2 separate regions of the Mus musculus genome follow, and region 2 is linked to region 1. A link is a contact called in public Hi-C data. All regions are on one chromosome and are shown on one strand. Each heading gives the region's core, a stretch centred on a gene start, on an enhancer-like site or on the middle of the called end of the contact. The rest is flanking DNA. Distances are from core to core; before and after follow the strand shown.

The links. Hi-C and Micro-C count contacts between places; a contact is called where the count stands out from the background.
Region 2: a Hi-C map of muscle stem cells shows a contact between it and region 1, with 4 times the contacts expected there. The contact joins the promoter of Ankdd1a here to the promoter of Ppib in region 1. A contact is called at or near these places in 1 of 484 Hi-C or Micro-C datasets (muscle stem cells) and 3 of 115 datasets of contacts at active chromatin or transcription factors (embryonic forebrain, forebrain and memory CD8 T cells).

Annotation. Positions count from the first base shown.
Region 1 is chr9:66,058,300-66,061,992 of GRCm38.p6, reverse strand. Ppib (peptidylprolyl isomerase B) reads right to left here and starts at 1,824. Exons shown (of 5, transcript NM_011149.2): 1 at 1,593-1,824; 2 at 413-526. The coding sequence starts at 1,727.
Region 2 is chr9:65,518,519-65,521,946 of GRCm38.p6, reverse strand. It overlaps Ankdd1a (ankyrin repeat and death domain containing 1A), which reads left to right and starts at 1,728. Exons shown (of 15, transcript NM_001370871.1): 1 at 1,728-1,787. The coding sequence starts at 1,754.

The DNA.
Region 1 (3,693 bases), core at 575-3,074:
TCTAAACATTGCAGCCACACAGTACCATGTTTGTCTATGTTCTCTCTAACATAAAACCACGTTAACACTTCAGTAGCCGCCACACCATTTGGCAGAGACAACTGTGAGGCTGCCAGATTTAGCACTGTGGATTATTATTCTATTATGACTAGCTGTAGGAAGCAGCAGGGGTTGGAAGAACCAGTCCAATCTCTGGGAAGTGCCAAACTGGGCAACTGAGGCTCTGAGTAAGTCACCGCAGTTCCAGGGCCTTCTCCAGAATTAAAGACTGGACCCCTTTATTCCCACTTAATATACAAAAATATCTCATCCTCAGGGAAGCCAGCTAATGAAGTCTGTCTACCACTACACACGGGCCACACTCTGAAGCCCCAGCTGCTCCCATCCCTACTGTGTGGGGTTAGCCACTTACCTCTCCTGTAGCTAAGGCTACAAAATTATCCACTGTTTTTGGAACAGTCTTTCCAAAGAGTCCAAAGACGACTCGTCCTACAGATTCATCTCCAATTTGTAAATCAAAGTATACCTAAGGAAAGTGAACAAGTCCAAGCTTAGCCTTCACAGGGGCCTTGGTAGAGGAGGGCCTGAGGAGTTACCCCATGAGTGAGAACAAAGCCTAAAGCTGTGGCTGAGTAGGGCAAAACCTTTGTACAAATCCAACAAACAGGCTGGAGAAACAGCAGCTGTTAAGAGCATCTGCTGCTTTCCCAGACCCTAGAGCTTCTGTTCTCAGCACCTAGATGGTGGCTACAACCATCTGTACACTTATGAAAGCTCTAGTAGTCTCCAACCCCAGTACTAGGGAGTACGAAATGGTGGGCCACTGCAGATAAGCCGTCCACCACTGAGCTAATAACCCCAGTAATTAATCTTGCTAAATTGTAGTCTCCCTCAAGTAGCTGGGAGTAATATATGCCACAGCACTTGGGTCCACCCCAAGAAAGGATTACAGACTGCCTTATGGCTTAGAGGAAAATTCGGTTGCGGCCAAGCCTGAAGACCAGAGACCAACGTGAATGGACTCCTGCAAACTGTCCTCTGACCTCTACGGTTGCACTGTGGTACCCGAGTCCCTCTCCCTACTAAGTAAATAATGTAACATTTTTTAAAAGTTTTCGTTCTCAAGACTATAGAATAGCAATCTGTGCTCTTTAAATGATTCCAGATTATAGAAACATACATTAAAAGGGGGACATACACAGGGAGATACACTGTGCTTGCAAGTTTAACTATATTTACTGTGTGTGCTACAAAACACACTAAACTGGAGAGACCATAGTAAAAGATTCGGCAATTCTGATCCATCACCATTTCCCAGCAATGCAGGGGATGTGCAAAGGGACCGTCCTAAGGATGTCCGTGCTGGCCGAAGCTGGGCATCCTGGGTCAGGGCGGGGGGCTGGGGGAGTCTGGGTTATTCTCTAGTCTGAGTAGATAGGGCGAGCCTGGCTTCAAGAGATCAAAGTCGACCCAAGGAAGAACTGAACAAGAACAAGGACGCTCAGGTCGGAACTACTGGGCCAGACCCGCTCCGGCTTGAGCCGGACCTAAGGCGGCGGAAGGCAGGCCTCGCTGGTGAGGGGAGCCCAGACCTTGACTGTGACTTTAGGTCCCTTCTTCTTATCGTTGGCCACGGAGGGTCCGGGCAGCAAAAGGAAGACGACGGAGCCCACGATGAGGGCGGCGGCGAAGAGCACCTTCATATTGCGCTCCGAGAGGCGCAGCATCCACCGGCAGCAGCAAGAGCGGTCGGGCAGCCCGGACCGGAAAAGGGTGTGGACGCGCAGCGTGCGCGTGGCCGCCCAGGCGTGGGGTGGACCCGGGGCCGCGGGCGGTCTCGTAGCGCCAGGAGCGCGCCACGTTCTCCCTGCGCAGCGACGCCGAGTGGTAGGCGCTGCCGGGGGCGGGGCTGCGGGTGGCTGCCACGTTACAGCCCTCTGATTGGGTATGTCAAGGCGGTGCGCAAAGGCAGCGTTGGGATTGGTATCAGAAAGAGAGACTACGCACCCCAGCGTGCCTTGCGACCCCACCTGCCCATCCAACTTTCAGACTTTTGTCACGGCGTGCAAAGACCAGTCGCTGCCAAATTTGGAGGTGGTCTTCAGAAGACTGGACACACTTAACCTTAGTACTAGGGGTTGAATTTAGCGGTTGAGCGTTACAGCATAGCCTTCTATATCTTCTATAATGCCTTGCTTGGGGACCGGGCGTAGTGGCTCACACCCGTCATCCCAGCACTGGGCAGGGTGAAGTAGGATGGTAAAAAGTTCAAGGCCAGCCTGGGCTACAGAGTGACTACTAGTTCTTTTTGGACTAGAGTGAGACCTTGTCTTAAAACGAACACGACCAGTCATGGTTGCACGTCTCTTTAATCCCAGCACCTTGGAGGAAGAAGCAGAAAGATTTCTGTGAGTTTAAGGCGGCTTCTATGTAGTTAGTTTCTGGCTATTAAGCATAATATAGTAACACCTATGCCCGAGAACAAAAAAGGGGTGGAGTCGAGGGGTGAAGAGATGGCTCAGTGTTAAGGTTCTTGCTCCACAATCATGAGGACCTGAATTTGGACCCAGCTCTAAAAGCAGATCATGGCCATACTTTATGACTCTAATCCTAGTGCTGTAGTGGTGCTGGACATAGGCGGGTCTGGTAGCCTTGCTTGCTTCCAGACTAGTTCTTTGATTGAGGTAGAGATCCTGTCTCAAAATGAAGGCCCAGAATGATAAGAGCTCTACACATAATGTGCATGCATTACACACACACACACACACACACACACACACTGCTTCCATTTTTAGTTTTTACTAATTTACTACTCATCTTTGTCTTGGAATCCTGTGCTTAACTGCTGTGTGCGCCTATGAAAGGATGCATTCTGTTGGATACTTTGGTATTTATCTTTTCCTTTTTACAATGTCTCATTGCATGTGAGTGGGTAGACACGTAGTTACCTGCATGTGGAGGGAGTTTATTCTCTCCTTACATCACAGGGACTCTGAGGGTTGAACCCATGTCCTTTGGCTCAGAGGCAGCAGGCAACTTTACTGAACCTGAGTTATCCTACCGGCTCCTGGTGTTAAATTTCTTTTCTTCGCACTTTGTTTTAGGAGAATGAGCCCTTGCTGCACATAGTCTTTACATAGCTCCCCTAGCCTGTCTCCAGGGCTCGGTGCTCAGCAGGTATTGGTTGGGGTGGCTTCACATTAACATAGAAGTGGAAAATAACATATACAAAGGTCTGTGGCTGACTGCCTTTTCTTTTTCATAGCTGCAGGTGCTTCCATGGGCTGTTTTCGGTTGTAACACACACTTGGTGTTGCTCCATTCTATAGTGCACACACTTTGGCGTTTGGAGTCTTACACTGTGCTGATTCCAGTGATATTTACCCTATAGGCTCGGGCATTTGAATGCTTGATCTCCAGTTGTGCTGCTGTTTGGGCAGGCTTAGAAGGTGGGGCCTTGTTGGAGGAAGCTCATCACTTGGTAGGATATGAGGTTTCAAAGCCCTGCACTATTCCTAGCTAGTGTTCTGCTTCCTGCTTCAGGTTCTGGATATGAGCTCTCAGCTGTTCCTGTTGCCAGGCAAAGAGGCAAGAATAAAACTCAGCTCGGCATGACCTAGCCAGGCTAGTTCGACTTTCTGGGGTCTGACACCAACCAGTGTAGGTTTTTCATACTTGAGTAAAACCTTGGGG
Region 2 (3,428 bases), core at 479-2,978, 540 kb after region 1:
CTGTGTGTGTGCACACACAGGCAAAAATACTATATGCAGGAAAATGCTCAGGTACATAAAAAAATTTTTTTTAATTAAAAAGCCTTCAAATCTGAAATGTGGAAAAATGTTAATCTGCAGCACTATTCTTCTATCTTCTCTGTAGCTTTGATCATGTCTAAATAGCATGCCGGGGCAAAAATCATCCCTCTACATAAAAAGACTTTTATCTGTTCCAGAGGGAGGCTCCACAGCCAAGCAAGCACTTGGGTCTTTTGAAGCCAAGCACTGAGAAGTCTTTTGGAGCTGAAATAAATCTTCTGGTCATTTGCCACCGGTCAGAGCATCCCCTCCAGCAAGGGCAGGGTGGGACTAAAATCCAGAGACATCTGGGCAGTGTCCAAACATCACACAAGCTCAGGGAACTGCAAACATCTGCACTGGGCTCCCATCGTGGGGCAGTCTGCCGTCCTGTCCCGCTCTCTCCTCCTTTTATGCTTCTGTTCATCTAACGAAGAACAAAACAGCACACAGAGAAGCAGAGAAGATGGGCAGCAAAAGGACTCAACAGATGTAATACTGCCACGCTCAAGAGCCTGTGTGAATTTTTGAGCTTCTTCGGGAGGCAACGGGTGGCTCCGGGGTATCCCAGCATCTTGCAGTATGGTCAGAGTCTTGACTGATACTTGACTCTGGAGGGAAGCTGACGTGGAAGATCACGTGAGCCGGTGTGTTGGAGACCAGCGTGGACAAAAAGCTAGATTTGGTCTCAGAAGACAAAACACACCAACAGTAAACAAAGGAGAAAAAAAAAACACCCAAATTTTTGTTTCTTTTTAATATTAAATTACAGGGAAATGGGCCCAAAGCCTAGTGTGATTTGACTGTCATGGAATTATAAAATTGTGACCACGCTCTAACAATTAAAGGCTATGTCAACGTGGAGAAGTGGAGAATGTTGGAGGCACAGTTAACACTGGGAATTTGACGCTTCAGCTAGTCTCCAAAAAGAATGACAGGGATCTAGTCTGCTGAGGGGAAAGGGTTGGAAGAGCATTCCACACGGAAAGGAATAGCAGTTTCTTAGAGCAGCAGGCAGCGCAGAGGGTGGCTCATTTTACTGGAGGAATTTTTACAATGTTAATTTCATTGATTTGTTTGCCTTTGATTTATTTTACTTCCTTCGGGTTGAAAAGTCTTTTCCCTCCTTTCTGCCAGTCTGGATTCCAGAATGCCAGCCTTAGGCTGCTGCCACCAGCGGAGTGTACTCGCTGGGACAACTGCACCGTCTGCTCTGGCATCTGGCATATGGCATCCTCCAGCTTTCTCCGTGTTTCTGTTTGTTTGTTTGCGTTTGGTTTTAGCCAATCTAAGTAACGTAATTTATATCTCGTTATTGTTGTAACCCGATTTTTCTGATCCTGAATACATCTTTTGTCCTATGTCCGTAGGCTTGGTGGGGTAGTAGGGGTCTGAAGTGTCCAGTGTGGGAGGGCTTGTTGAGGCATCAAGGTTGGGAGGTCCCAGGGGGATTGCGCGCAGGGACCTAGGCAGCTTGAAGGCGTGTGTGTGTGTGTGTGTGTGTGTGTGTGTGTGTGTGTGTGTGTGTGTAAGCTGTGGGTGCCCGGGTCGGATTCGCGGATGGGCTGATAATGAGCAGGGGCTACAGAGAGATGCAAAGCCTCCACCACCCACTCCCCGCTCTGCGCGCTCCCAGCTCTGCGCTCTCCCCGCCCTGGCAACTAAACGCCTAGCACCAGCCGGGAGCTGCAGGATGGAGGAGGAGCTGGCTTGGGAGACCCACGGCTGTGAGTCCCAATGCCGCTGGCGGGGGCGGGGCGGAGGATGGGGGGGGGTGCGCAGAAAGAACGGATGCCTGGTGGGAGGACCCCAGGTCACAGAGGGTGACCCAGAGAGAGGCTGGCCCTTGGCCTGGACACCTCTGTCTCAGTCTTCTCTGTGGCTTCCGAAAAAAAAAAAAAAAAAAAAACAGAAGAATGCCGCACAGGTGTAGGGCACAGTGGCTGAACATCTGGGACTCAGGGTGTCCTGAACAAGGCAAGCTCGAGTGACAACGATCCTTGATAATAACTTGCTTTGTGTGGCAGTCCTTAAAGCAGGTCAGGCCAGTCTTCTGTCTTTGCTACTATATGGGTTGGGCCTACTGACATCTCCATTTTTCAGATGAGAGGGCTGAGAGACAGGGTGAGGTCACATGACTGTAGAAATGCTGAAATCAGGAATAGGAGCACACACAATTTGGCCGGTAGAATGTTTGTTTAATATGCACAAGGCCGTGGGTTCAATCCCAAGCACCATGTAAAACCAGGCGTGTGGCACACATCTGTAATCCTAGCACTGGGGAAGTAGAGGCAGGAGGATCAGGAATTCAACATCACCTTCCATCCTTGGCTACACAGGGAGTCCAAGGCCACCTGGGCTACATGAGACCCTGTCAGCCACCACCACCACCACCACCACCACCACCACCAAAACAAACACTTAAAGATCTCAGTTCACCCAGAATAAAATGGGGTGTAGACACCATATCAAAGAAGGAACCAGGGCCTAGGAAAGAGGTGCTGTGGTCAGCCCTATCCCTGTGTGAGATAAGGAACTTCAGAGCCTCTTTCAGAATGTACTTAGAACCAGGACATCTCAATGTGTGGGAAGCATGCATGTAGCTGGGAGACCTTTGGTGCCCTGCCTGGGAGAGGAAAGAGGACTGAGCCATCAGCTCCTTTGAGAAGTCTTAGTCCTGCTGCCCAGTCTGAGCCCTGCCCACTGAACCCGGGAGAGCTTTCTCAAATCCCCATAGTCCTGCCCACTGGACTTCAAAATGCTGAAGCCAGCTGTTACCATCCTCCCAGATGAATGAGGAATGGGGACTGGGCTCCCTTAAGCCTAAGTGTGGCTTTAAAATTTTGTATTATTATTATTATTATTATTATTATTATTAACAGATTCTCACAGTATATTCCTGGGGTTGTCTTTGAATTCACTATGTAGACCAGGCTGTAGATTTGCCTACCTCTCCCTCCAAGTGTTGGGACTAAAGATATGTGCCTTGCTTTGTTATTTGTTTGTGTGTGCTTATGTGTACCGGAAGAAACCAGAAAAAAGGCATCAGATCTCCTAGACCATAGTTATAGGCAGTCACCAGATGTGGGTGCTCATAACCAAACTCAAGTTCTCTGTAAGGAGCAGCACTTAAGCACTAAACCATCTCTCTGTAGGCCCCCTCAGCCCCACCTTTTAAAGAGACAGGGTCTCATGTAGCCCACATTGAATTTCAGCTTGCTGTCCTTGAACTCCTGACCCTCCTTCATCTCCTAAGTGTGCACCGGTTATTTCAGAGAGGTCACAGAGTTCTGCTGGGGTCAAAGGATCCTTAAGGATTCTCCCAGCCAAAGGGAGAGCAGTGAACTTGAGGGTGTGTGACTCTGAGC